3 separate regions of the Mus musculus genome follow, and all the other regions are linked to region 1. A link is a contact called in public promoter capture Hi-C data. All regions are on one chromosome and are shown on one strand. The core of a region is the stretch at or near the end of the contact, and the rest is flanking DNA. Distances in the headings are between cores, read along the strand shown. Region 1 holds the start of Mlxip (MLX interacting protein). Region 2 overlaps Setd1b (SET domain containing 1B). Region 3 holds the start of Wdr66 (WD repeat domain 66).

Region 1 (4,321 bases), core at 1,139-3,638:
AAGAGGAAATGGGGGTGAGGGTGCATTTCAGAAACATAACAAAGGAACAAGTTGACTAATCACTTATTCCAGGGAGGGAAAATGCCATGCAGAGCCAACTATCAAGTATTTTAACTTCAGGCAATTGAGTAATGCTTTTAATTTCGATTATCGGGGCTTATTATCTACCACCCTGAGAGAGAGGCGAGGGTTGGGGGTGGGGGGAAGGAGGGTTGCTTGAAACCATGAATTTAAGACCAGCCTCCTGGATAACAGCAAGACCAGTCTCAAGAAAACAAAGCAACGATAACAAAAACCTTATGAATCCTTATGAATGTAATCCTTATGAATGAAAACGGCTTGCTAAAACCTACTACTTTGCAGGCTAGCTTTAGAAATTAAGTAAAACCAAAACCCAAAACAGGGCTAGCCATGGCAGCACCTGTAATCCCAACACTTGAGAAGCTAAAGCAGGAGGATTACTTACTGCAAGTTTGGGGCCAGTCCAGGTTATATAGTGAGCTCCTGGATACATAGGTATCAAGGTAACACACACACACACACACAAAAAAAACCCTAGGAGTGGTCCTGTGCTTCTTTCCATGGTCTTCGGAGTAACCTGGGAAATTTTCTCTAGGCTGCCAGCTGTGCATCAGGACTCTCATGAAGCCAAAGCCAGTATAGTTGCTAAAGCAAGCCCAGTCAGTGTGGGTCCTGCTTGAAGCTACCACCCATATGGGCTGCTCTAATCACTAGCAGTTCAGAGAAGGTCTCTGGCTGAGGCAGAAAACTTGCCTAAAATGCCTGCCTAGAAGACATACTGGGGAAGAGTAAGAGGGTAGAAAGAAAGGCTAGCCCTCCAAGGAAAGGCATTTCTATGACGTTCAAAAGAGATCTCTGTCCAAAGCTGAATTCCCCGTTTCAGGGCAGTGTCTGGGATGTCAGCCCTACTGACATCTCACACATAAGTTTTTAGGGTCAGTCAGAAAACCCTCTAGCCAGATGTGGGCATGAGAGGCATATGTTTGTGATCACAGAATTTGGGAAGCGGAGGCAGGGCAGTCAGGAGGAGTTCAAGGCCAGCCAGCATCTGCTCAAAAGACCCTGGCTCAAAAAGGAAACAAACAAACAAAACAAAACAAAAACAAATTCCAACTTCCCAGGAAAATAAACTCCACAAGTCCACTGTGTGCAAAGGGTCCTGCCTCAGAATTTCCCTGTAAAGGAGATGTAAGAGAACCCAGGCTCCAGATGCATGGACAATCAGGAAAAGTAACTCACATTTAAGCAGCACCTAAAAACCCACTCGGCCTATCTCAACCCTTCCCTGAAGCAGCCCCCTAGAGGTCAACACTACTGTCACCCCCCACCCCGCCCCCCTTTATAGACAAGGAAACAGGCTCCAAGGCGTTACACAATCATTAAGATAGTGCAGCCAGCGCCCTAGCCACCCTGGACAGGTGATCTTAACCGTTGGGTGTTGCTGTAAACACACAAAGCAATAGAAGGAAGGGGTCCACAGAGCCAAAAGAAAAGGAGGAAAACAACAACACACAGCCTGTAGCTACACCTAACTCTTGTCTAAAACCGGTGACCACGGGCATTGGAGGAGGGGAGGGCCTGGATGGGGAACACGAAGCCGGAAGAACCCAGGAACGACCGGCTGACAGGGCTACAAGGCCGGAACCCTGGCGCCTCTCTCCATGGTGGAGACCCCAGACTCACAAATCGTCCTAGAAGGAATTTCCAAAGGGACAGTGTGAAGCCAAAGGTCCAAGCTGGGTTTTTGTTCAAGAGAGACCGGGGTGAAGATGGGGCTCGGCCAGGTCTGGGAGTCGGGTGGGGGCGTCACCGGGTCCCCTACCTGTAGGCCAGGGTCATGCACTCGAAGAGCTTGGTGAGCGACGCATCGATGGACAAGTGGCAGGAGCTGGTCTTGCCGAAGCTATAGGTCTGGCACGTCTGCTTGTTGACCGTGTCGAAATCATAGCCCTTCTTGGGCGGGTGCTCGCGGTGCGGAGAGGACACCATGAAGTGGCCGCTGTGGATGATCTGCTGTCGGCGCGGAGGCTCCTCGCGGCCCGGGCCGGCCCGAGGCGGCAGCGGCGCGGCGCTCGCGTGGGCCCGGGCTGAAGTGGCCACGCCGGAGGGGGGCGGCGGAGACGGCTCGTCTGTGTCCGAGTCGTCGTCGTCCTCGGGCACCTGAGGCTTGAGCAGCACCGAACGGCCCCGACTGCGGGGCCGGCGCGGCGAACACATGAAAACGTCGGCAGCCATGAGGAGAACCTGGTCCGGGGCATCCCCCGGGAGCCGGGGCGACGTAAAGCGGAGAAGCACGGGGAACGGAGGGGGCCGCCGGCCCGACCCGGCCCGGCCCTCGCGCAGACTGCCCGGGAACGCGCGGCCTGAGGGGGAGGGCGCGGGCCTCCTCGTAACGTCACTGTCGTCTTGGCCAATCGGATGCTCGCCTCTGCCTCTTAAAGGTGCAGGAGGAAGCTTTTCTTCTCCGGGCGGACAAAAAAAAAAAAAAGCCGGAGGCCACGCCTCCACGCCCGGCCCCTGGCTGTCCTCTTTCCCCTCCGGCTGGCCCTGGAGTAGAGAGACGAGAAAGCCAGGCCGCGCCTCTCGGGGAGCCTGGGCTCAGGGCGGCATTGGCTGTCTGTTCAACTAGTCTGGCTCCAGCCCCTGCCCCGCCTCCGCCACGCCCGGAGCTTGGGAATAGCCCTGCGGCCTCACTGCGGGCAAGGAGGGCACTCCACGTGGTGGGTAGGGGTGGAGCTCCTTCCCCCACATTAGGCCAGCTTTCTCCCTCCATACCCGGAACTGAGTCCTCAAAAGCCTTCCTGATTTTGTCTACCGTCCCCATTTTGTTGATGAGAAGATTGAGTTACCTACACTCTAAGGGGTGTGCCTAAGGTTCCAACAAGACCCAAGAGCAAGGCTCACAGAATCATCACATCCTTAGGGGCAGAAACTGACTCTCCCGGGTTAAGGCATGGCTCCTGGGCATCACCGCTCTTAAACAGTAGTAGAGTTCTGCAGGAGCCTAGCTGTCTGCCTCCAGACCCAACAACTTCAGCCACAAATCAAAATACTGTCGCTATTGTTTGGAAGTTTGGCCCAGAAGCCAAATTCCAAAGGGGAAGTTTGGAGCCTAGTTGTCTTTACTGCAATTCCTAGGTCTCAGAAAGTTGTGTCAACCTAAAAATAGCAATGAGCCAGTCATGGTAACACATGCGCGTGCCTGCAATCCTAACAGGAGGGGAGCAGAGGTGGGAGGATCAGAAGTTCCCCAAATTCTAGGTTAGTTTGAACTGCATGATACCCTGTCTCAAAGACACTTTTATTTTATTTTATATTTTAGGAAATCCAGTGAGATGGTTCAGTAGGTAAATAAAAGCACTTGCTGTTAAGTCTGACCTTCATTCCAACCCGTGGGACCCACAAGATAGAAGACTCCCAACAACTTAATCTCTGACCACCCCAACCCCACTGTGGCATCTGCGCTTCTCACGATAAATAAAGGTAAAAATAAATAAATAAAAGATTTTGTTTGGAGACAGAATCTCTACATGTAGTCCTTATGTAGACAAGGCTGGCCTTGTAACCACCACGAGAGATTATAAGAGGGGAAAAGATCAGGGTGTCTTCTGTATATGACAAGGAAGCTACACCTGTGAAATCTCCATGGTCTAAACAAGAACTACAAAATTGCAGCACCAGTTGACATCCCAAGATGGATGGGGGAAATCTCACAAGACCCCCTCTTAAATGGAGTTCAGGCAACTAATGATGCGGGGGGGAGAGAGAGAAAGAGTTATTCTCCAGGGAGAAGATGGGTTTTCCAACCCCACATAGTCACCTTTTCTAAACACATCCTATCAATACTAAAAGGACTCAGCAGGCTATATTTATACATGTGTGTGTGCCTGCATGTTTAAAAATAATAATTAAAGAAGAGGTCACATTTCAAAGGGAGTGAGAAAAAGACAAGGGAGGAGTTGGGTGGGGGTTGGGGAGTGGAAATGGTGTAAATACAGTACTCATGTATGTAATTATATTTAAAAGTGATGGAGAAAAAAAACACCTGAAAATATAATGGGGGTTATGGCTGGCCTAGGTAGTTCCCTAGCTACAGGGAACACTCAGAAAGCAGTGTAAGATTAGCCTAGGTGCCAGGTATACTGTACATGCCTTTAATTCCTGCACTTGGGAGGCAGAGGCAGGAGGATCTCTATGAATTCAAGGCCAACCTGGTCTACAGAGTGAGTTCTAGGACAGCCGGAGCTATGTAAGGAGACCATGTTTCAAAAGATAAATACATAAATGATTGATGTTTTTC
Region 2 (4,321 bases), core at 1,106-3,605, 240 kb after region 1:
CTACCATCTTGCGGTTGAGATCACGCTTCATGATGGCCTTAAGTTCCTTGAGCACTACCAGCAAGACCCCATCCACCGTGGCCTTGTGCGGGTCCTCCTGACGTGGTATGTAGCCTGGTGGTGGCACGGAGGGGTCAAACTTGGGCAGGGGCGGCCAATGCTGTCCACGTCCTGGGCCACTGTTGCTCAGGGAGAATGGGCTCCGGTAGGGGGGCAAGTTGACAAACTGCAGTCCAGCAGAAGCGGCGGCAGCCGCAGCGGCCATGAAAGGTGGGTAGGGACAAGCCCCCTGGCCTGTCATGAGCCGGCTTAACATCTGTGTTTGCATCTGGAAGGACATGGGCATGCCACCCCACTGGCCACCCAGCACATGGCTCATGTCCACCTGCATCACAGGAAACAGTCCCGGTGGGAAGGGAGGTAGCGGCGGAAGGATGGGTGGGGGCGGGACACCCGGGGGCGCTGGCAAGGGTGGCGGGGGCACTGTCACTGCAGGATGGGCTGGTGGTGGTGGTGGTGGTGGTGGAGGCAGAGGTGGGGGCATGGGGAAGCCAGGTTGTGGTGGGGGTGGAGGAGGGGGCGGGGGTAATGGAGGGAAGCCAGGGGGTGGGGGCAGGGGCAGGTTTGGAGCCAGCACGTTGGGGGCTGCCACAGCCCCGGCCCCTGGGGTCACCACCATGGGCTTGGGGCAGTCAGCGCTGGTGATGGGGGCCGAGGGCATCTCATCATCTGAGATTTCCATGTCCTCTCCTGAGGACTGCTGGCCCTGGAAGAGAGCAGTGAGGGTTCTGTAAGCATTTTCCAAGCACCAAGGAGTCAGAGTCTTGGGATCAGGGGATCAGGGGATCAGTGTGGGGGACTCCCAGCGTGCTGGCCAGACCTCGGGCACATCAGTCAACCATTCCAAACGATACTTTTCTCCTTTGGTACAAGGGGCATCCAAATAGCCATTCCCTCTGCGGCACCTGTGTGCCAGGTACTGTTCTAGATGCGGAGAAGCCGAAAGTGACCGAGACAGCCACAAGTCTTGATTTGTATGGAGCTGAACTTCTAAAAAATGGTGGAGGTGAAACGTAAGCGGAATGAGAAATCTCAGCATGGGGAAGGGGAAAGGCCGAGAGAAGGGAACAGGGTGTGGGGAGAACCCCGCAGAGGTCTGAGAGAGTCTGAAAGATCACAGGAAAGAGTTAACACTCAGTGATGCTTCCCACGTGCCAGGAAAATTTACATGCATTGGCCAGTTCTTAGAACAACTCTGGGCGGAGGGGTCTGTTCTCTCCACTGTTACTAAGGAGGAACTCAGGACATGTAAAGGCTTTAGTAACTTCCTGGAGACCATGCAACCAATAAGAGCCACAGCCGGGGGATTTGAAACAGGAAGTGGCTCCCCAGCCTGGGGTTCAGCCACTGTGGCCAGCAGGGCTTAGTGCAAAAGGTACCCGCTTCGAGGAAGTGCTGGCAGCCTGGGTGGGGGTAGGCAGCCGCCTTAAGGACCCATCAATTAGAAGGGGTTTCTGTTTGTTTTTGTGCTAGGGACTGAGCCCTAGCTGACATGCTGCTAGGTCAGTGCTCTACAGCTCCAGAGCTGGGCCAGCTCACTCCCACTGGGCCAGTTCAATCTTCTCACTTAAGTCTCCTTGGCTTTTAGAACAGGCTGGCAAGGCTGAGAGCTACAGACATGCGTGGTCGCATCCCACAACAGACCTCAAGAAGCCGGGCTAGGGCACACACACACCAGACACCTGCCCCAGGAAGAGCTTCCGCTAAGACTGCAAGGGGGGTGGAAAGGGGCGGGATCAAAGGACAACCTGGGCCAAACTTGATGTGGGAGGAGTCTATTGAGATCTGGGTCTTTTGAGATGTTAGCATCTGAGCCTGGGAACTGGAGAGAGGCCCTGAGTTGCTATGGTTTAGAGGTGGGAGCTGGAGGGAAGGTGAGAAAAATGAGTTCCGGTTCCGCAAGGGACTCTGTGGGTCAGACGCCCCGCCCCCCCCTCCCAAACACACACATCTCACCCTGGGTGAAAATATTAAGAAAACAAAGCTTAAGTGACAGTAGGTGCTTTGGAAGGCTGAGAAGGCAGGAGGTCAGAGGTCACACACCACCTGATGAGAAGGGCCTCAGAGGAGTCATCTGCTGGGGAAAGGAGTGTCTAGACTCTCATCTCCCCCTGTACACACAACACAACACATCCTGAGAGCACACTCTCAAGGTACCCTTGGGAGGGCAGGCCAGGCAAGCTGAGCAAGAAGAGAAAGAATGCCCTAACGTCAGCTCCGGACAGCACCCAGCATCACCGTGGAGCAGCGCTCAGAGGGTTAACTCCCGGCTGCTATAGTCAGCCAATCACAGGGGCGCAGGCAAACTGGCTCTGCCCCCTCCCTCCCTGGCCACAGCGGGTGGGAACCAGTTGGCCGCAGTGCCTGTAGTTCAGGCAAACTGAAGGGACACCTTGTTTCCATGGAGATGGTGAGGCAGGACTCATACAGACCCACTCAACAGATGAGGAAACTGAGACTAGAGAGAGAAAAGACCTTCCTCTATAGAGGTCACATAGTCCGTGTGACAAGGCAGCTAATTAAGGCTCTGGGGCTGAAACCTTTTTTTTTTTTTTTTTAAACTCACCAGCCTCTGCCTATCCTGTCCCTTCCCACGGGTCCTCTCTACCTCAGCCTTGTCGGGGCAAGAGCTCTTACAGACACCAAGCACTACCAGACAGCAGAACCTAAGTACTGCTCTCCCGACCTCCAGCAGGGGGCGCCGGAGGGCCGACCTGATGCTTAGCTCTACTCTGAAGCATCTCCATAATTCTGTCCTGGAGCAGTCCAGACTCCAGCCTTCCCAGCCTCAGCTTTCCTCTTCTTATGCCCAGGGAGGGAGGGAAGGAGGGAGGAAGGGAGAGAGTGTTAGGGCGGCCTGTGACCTCCAGCGACTCAACCCTGGACCAGGTGGCTGGCATGATAAACATCCGCCAAACCTAGGCTGCCTAAGAGGGATGGGGGAAGGGCCTACAGCCTAGTTAGTTAGCTCAAGTACACCTGTCAGTTCCCTCTGCCTTGACCCTTGAAGCCAGAAAACCACTTCCCCAGAACTGCTAGCAGGCTCCCAGGAGCCTCAGCCATCTGCGGCCCCACCTCCTCCCCTGACTCCCAAAGTTCCTTTGCAGGCAGCCAGAGGGGGCTAATGGAGGACACGCAAATCTGTGTCCACAGGTGCATGGGTCTCTTATCTGAGCGTCTACTTGTTAATGCGTGCTGGGCCCCCTAGTACAAGGACCCAGGGTTGAGCTTAGAAAGATGACACAATGATCCTCTCCCCTAGAAAACCTGGACAGTGGAACCTTCACCATCCCAGCTTCGAAACTTCTTGAGACAGGAGGTCTGGGTAATGAGATAGAGGGAAGAAAGGAAGGAGTAGGGGGCAGACACCTTCATCTGATTTACACTCTGTTCCCCTCCAAAGCTAACCCTAACCCCTTCCCCCTAAACGTTAGATCCTAAATTAGCCACCAAGAAAAGGAAGACAGATGGACAGATGGACTGCTGGACCGCTCCACCTGCATGCTTTCTCCTCTCTTCAGGGCACCAGGCTCTGAGAAAGAACACCTGGGAGTGTTTGTTGAGCCAGCCTCACACAGCGCCATTAACAGAGACAATGACCTGGGACCATGAGCACAGCCTAGGGTCTCTCCGAAAACCCCGCCAGAGCTCAGAACTTAGCCTGCGTCCAGGGAGGAGCGTTACAGGGTCCCGTTGCTCCCGCATCTTAGCTAGTAAAATGTATCAGGAGTAGAACACAAGACAGACAAAATCAATCCCAGACAGACAGACAGGCATGGTGGTACCTCATCCATCCGCTCTGAGGTGGGGGTCCTGTCTCCTGCCAGGTCCAAATCCACCTCGGCTGTCTGGCCTAGCAGACCCATAGGGTCTGGGGGGCCTGGCTCAGGTGGGGGCCGAGGCCCCAGGCCCAGGCCCAAGTCCTCATCTTCATCAGAGTCAGGCAGTGGTGTGGGACTGATGTCCTCTAGACCTGTGCTGGAGGGGCGCGAGGAGGGTGGCGAGGGACCGCGGAAGCCGGGCTGCGAGTTAGTGCCAAAGTGGCTGAGCGGGGAGAGTTGGGAGGAGGAGGAGGAGATGGGGCTGCCTTCCATCTGTATCTCGGTGTCTGAGTCCTGCTCACGAAGGAAGGGCAGCTTGGTGCGTTGCTCCTTCAGCAGCATCTCAATGCGGGAGTCCAGGCTGTCATGGGGCTTCTCTGGCCCGGCTGGAGAGGACTCCAGAGTAGGGGTGCCAGGGCTGTCACAGGGCTCAGGACTCC
Region 3 (4,321 bases), core at 1,008-3,507, 140 kb after region 1:
CTGTTATCTTTGTAAATCTGGCTTACTTCTGGACTATCAGCCTTGAAAGGGAAACGAGATTCTGACCCTGCACGTCACATACCCAAGGCTCTGCGCTCCTATCCCCTGCCTGTTTTCATGTCCAGCCAGCCAGTCTCAGGCTAACAGGTGATTCAAAAGGGAGCCTGGGTCTCTTTCCGCCATCTTGGCGCCTGTGGAGGCCTGCTGGGAACAGGACTTCTAACAGCAAGTATGTCTGGAAGGCTGTGGTGCAAGGCCATTTTTGCTGGCTACAAGCGAGGTCTCCGGAACCAAAGAGAGCACACGGCTCTTCTTAAAATTGAAGGCGTTTATGCCCGAGATGAAACGGAGTTCTACTTAGGCAAGAGATGTGCTTATGTGTATAAAGCAAAAAACAATACAGTGACTCCTGGAGGTAAACCAAACAAAACCAGAGTGATCTGGGGAAAGGTAACTCGGGCCCACGGAAACAGCGGTATGGTTCGTGCCAAATTCCGAAGCAACCTTCCTGCAAAGGCCATTGGACACAGAATCCGTGTGATGCTGTACCCATCCCGGATTTAAACTAATGGAGAGTAAATAAACAAAAGGGAGCCTGGGACATTTTATACTAAAGAAATGAATCCAGGCTGTGTTCAGGTTAACTCTTGGCCTAACAGACCCACCCACCAAAGGCCACACAGTAGGCTCTTGGAAACACCACTAGGAGTCTTGTCCTTGGACCAGGGCTGGGTTCTTTCTTGGGGGGAGCAAGCTGTGAGAAATTCACACTATTATATCACAGGAACTCAGTCCCAAGACCTTCAGCTGACCTACTGACCCTTTACAAGTTAGGTACACACTTCATGGAAGCTTGGACTGACCTGCCTCCAAACTGGATTAAACCACCCTCCTAGGCATCTCAAAATTACTGAACTTAGCATATGGTTTTCTCTTCTCTTTAATGTGTGTATTTATGTGGTGTGTGTGTGTGTTGTGCAGGTGCTCAAGGAGTCCAGAAGAGGACATTGAATTAATTCCCTGGATCTAAAGTTATAAGGCATTTCATCATGGGTGCTGGGAACCCAAAATTCAGCCCTCAGTAAGAACAGCTAGGGCTCTTAATGGCCTGGCTGTTTCTCCAACCTCGGGACTGTCTCACTTTGGTTTTGTACTCCCACAGCCTGGCACATGCCAAGCACCAAGCGACAGACAATTCAGTGTAAATGGGTGGACAAGCTTCGGGGAGGACTCACCAGGGAGGATGATTCTGAGTAAGTGGGTGGATGAGCTTGGGGAGGACTCACCAGGGAGGAGCTTGACCTGGGTGGCTCATGGCTGATGACAATATTGTCCACCAGGGCTGTTTTGTTTTGCTTCTCTTTCTTTTCCTCCTTGGCTCGTCCAGCTTTTGTCTCAGTTGTCTCAGTATCTTCCTCCTCCTCCTCCTCCTCCCGCTCCACACTCTTCTCTTTCTCTTCCTCTTCTCTTCCCTCCTCCCTTTCCCCCTCATGTTCCGCCTCTTCCTTCTCCTGGCCCTCTTCCTCACCTCCCCTTTCCTTACTTCTCTCGCTCTCCTCACTTTTTTCCTCTTCACCGCTCTTCTCTTCCTCCCATCCCTCTTCCTCTTCCCTTCCTCTCACTTCACTTTCTTCCTCCCCTCTCACTTCCTCTCCCTCTCTCTGCTCCTCCTTCTCCACCCACTCCTCCAGCCCCTCTCCATCCTCCTGAGACTCCTCCCATGACAGTGAGCCCTCAGTTAGGCTCTGCTGCAGAGCATCTTCTTCAAAACTTGGATTATATTCCTCCTTCTCCTCCTCCTCCTCCTCCTCCTCCTCCTTCTCCTCCTCCTTCTCCTCCTCCTCCTTCTCCTCCTCCTCCTCCTCCTTCCCCTCCTCCTCCTCCTCCTTCCCCTTCCCCTCCTCTTCCTCCTCCTCCTCCTTCTCCTTCTCCTCCTCCTTCTCCTCCTCCTCCTTCTCCTCCTCCTTCTCCTCCTCCTTCCCCTTCCCCTCCTCTTCCTCCTCCTCCTCTTCCTCCTTCTTCCCCTTCTCCTCCTCTTCCTCCTTCTTCTCCTCCTCCTTCCCCTCCTCCTTCTCCTCCTCCTTCTCCTCCTCCTTCCCCTTCTCCTCCTCTTCCTCCTCCTCCTTCTCCTTCTCCCCCTCCTCTTCCTCCTCTTCCTCCTCCTTCTTCTCCTCCTTCTCCTCCTCCATCTCTCCACTTTCTCTTGATTCTTCTAGGGGGTTTTCTTCTGTATCTGACATTTCTTCTGTAGTTTCCGCTACAGAAATTTTAACGTAGATTCAGCAGGTCCCTCTATTTCCTGTGCCGGCTTCCTGAGGTGCTAACACGTCGAAATGGGCAGAAGCAGCTCTGGTCCCTTCCTGTGGGAAGAAAAGAATGGCAGCTTCTTGGGAAAGCCCAGCTCAAGTCTCAGAAATCTTTAAAATATTGACTTCCAGGGCCTCCCATCTTTCTAGGACTGATCTTAGAGTCTTCTCACTTTAAATAATTCATATTCCCACAGGCAACAAAATGCATAAGGCAAGCATTTGCAAAACCCTGCTGGGAGGAAGAAGAGAGGGAGATGGGCTGATGACTGAAGTGTAAGCTTGCCAGCTAAAGGTTCCCTCCTCTCCAACTTCCGCTAGCCTCGTTCTGTGACTAGACGCAAGCCATTTTACCCTTTCTTCAAATTTGCTCACAGGCAAAAAAATAAAAATGATAATCCTACATTCTCACATGATTTGCAGACTGGGGCAATACATGTCAAATGCTCAACACAGGTTCACCCAAAGTGTTTGCCAAAAAAAAAAAAAAAAAAAAAGCAGGGTGGGGGATATCAGGTACTATGGGGATAAAAGCAATAGTTTTCTGCAAAGAACCTGAGAGTTTTAAAGACCTCTGGGGCAGGTGAGACCCTAAGTCTAAGGTAGACAGAGCCCCCTCCTCTGGGAAACACATGGCCAGAAGAGAAAACTAACTCCCAAATCAACACATTCAACATGGTATGTGCAAAGAAAGAAAGAAAGAAAGAAAGAAAGAAAGAAAGAAAGAAAGAAAGAAAGAAAGAAAGAAAGAAAGAAAGAAAGAAAGTTAATTCTGGGCTGGAGAGATGGCTCAGTGATTAAGAGCACTCTGGCTGCCCTTTCAGAAGACCCAGGTTTGACTCCCAGCCATGACACGATCGCTCAGAACCATAAGTAACTTGAGTTTCAGGGGATCTGACACCCTCTTCTGTATTCTGCGGGAACTTCATAGGTGGTACACATACATACATGCAGACAAAACAGTCTCACACATAAAATCATTTTTTAAAAAAATTTAATTCCTCTGATACATTCTCTCATTTTGCACCTACATGAAGCAAGAGTTTGGGAGCAGGGGGCTAGGCCCATGTCTGTAATACTGCGATTCAGGAGGTAGAGACAGGAGGATCACTCGAGTTCTTAGGCCAGCACAATCTTTCTAAAAAAAGAAAGAAAGAAAGAAGGAAGGAAGGAAGGAAGGAAAGGAAAAGGAAAAGGAAAAGGAAAAGGAAAAGGAAAAGGAAAAGGAAAAGGAAAAGGAAAAGGAAAAGGAAAAGGAAAAGGAAAAGGAAATGAAAAAGTTTGTGGCCCTGGGAGGCACGACTTACGACAGAGCTAGAATTTAGTTCTTTTGTTTGAAAAAAATGCCACTTTGACATTTTCCACACCCAGGCGGGGGCAATGCCACAGGTGCGCAAGTCTATCCTACCACGAGGTCCAGGAGCCACCAGTTTCTTTTCCTGGGGACCTCCCAGGTCCCACACCCTTGCCGCTGCCTGGCCCGGACCCCAACCCGAGCCGCACCCTCCACTTCGCACTTACAGGGACGCTCCCACTTCTTTTCTCAAAAGCCTTGGGTCGTCCAGCCTCGGGAAATCCCAAGAGACCTCCAGGGGCTCCTGTCCATACTCCCTAGTGACGGTTGCCAACCAAGCTCCGTCCCTATGGCAACGGCTAGTCGCAGGAAAGCAAGGAAGCAGGATGGTAATCACGTGCCCAGAAAGCGGCCTCGAGGCGGACCAGCCTGCCCCCTGCCGGGCTAGCAGCTCACGCCACAGCTTTTTCCTAAAGGACACTTCCACAAGAGCTACTCCCCTACACTGGCGATTCTGACTTTCCTAAAGTTGGACAAGATGTAACGAAAGTAGTGTTTGCAGTTATTTTCTCCAGATTGGGCATTCGTAGGGGAGGGGAAACGGAGACCTGCTCAAAAAACTCGGTGGGGGTTGGGTGGTGGGGTTCCCTCAAGTGTCAGGAAGCCCTTCCGGAGGTCATAAAAGCAGTAAAATAAATAAATGAATGAACGGATGATTGAA

What was found. Promoter capture Hi-C pulls out the DNA fragments that hold promoters and counts their contacts.
Region 2: a contact with region 1 is called in a promoter capture Hi-C map of pre-B cells, with 2.7 times the contacts expected there. The contact joins the enhancer-like site here to the promoter of Mlxip in region 1. A contact is called at or near these places in 4 of 39 promoter capture datasets (the C10 cell line, liver and pre-B cells), 1 of 115 datasets of contacts at active chromatin or transcription factors (memory CD8 T cells) and 1 of 9 other capture datasets (pancreatic islet).
Region 3: a promoter capture Hi-C map of the SN4741 cell line shows a contact between it and region 1, with 5 times the contacts expected there. The contact joins the promoter of Wdr66 here to the promoter of Mlxip in region 1. A contact is called at or near these places in 8 of 39 promoter capture datasets (the 3T3-L1 cell line, the SN4741 cell line, cranial neural crest and 4 more), 8 of 115 datasets of contacts at active chromatin or transcription factors (astrocytes, craniofacial prominence, embryonic forebrain and 5 more) and 2 of 9 other capture datasets (adipose tissue and pancreatic islet).

What each region holds. Positions count from the first base shown.
Region 1 is chr5:123,392,865-123,397,185 of GRCm38.p6, reverse strand. It overlaps Mlxip (MLX interacting protein), which reads right to left and starts at 2,388. Exons shown (of 17, transcript NM_133917.3): 1 at 1,844-2,388. The coding sequence starts at 2,256.
Region 2 is chr5:123,148,280-123,152,600 of GRCm38.p6, reverse strand. It overlaps Setd1b (SET domain containing 1B), which reads right to left. Exons shown (of 17, transcript NM_001040398.2): 6 at 3,846-4,321; 7 at 1-766. Among named protein-coding and RNA genes, the nearest start is that of Setd1b, 8.2 kb to the right of the region's middle. Within about 2 kb of position 2,355, at least 282 of the 459 cell types and tissues checked have an H3K27ac peak or open chromatin away from gene starts, as enhancers often do. A contact at or near this core is called in memory CD8 T cells, pancreatic islet and pre-B cells, where this site is marked.
Region 3 is chr5:123,251,724-123,256,044 of GRCm38.p6, reverse strand. It overlaps Wdr66 (WD repeat domain 66), which reads right to left and starts at 2,257. Exons shown (of 21, transcript NM_001370840.1): 1 at 1,287-2,257; 2 at 1-41. The coding sequence starts at 2,240. It also overlaps the pseudogene Rpl35a-ps6.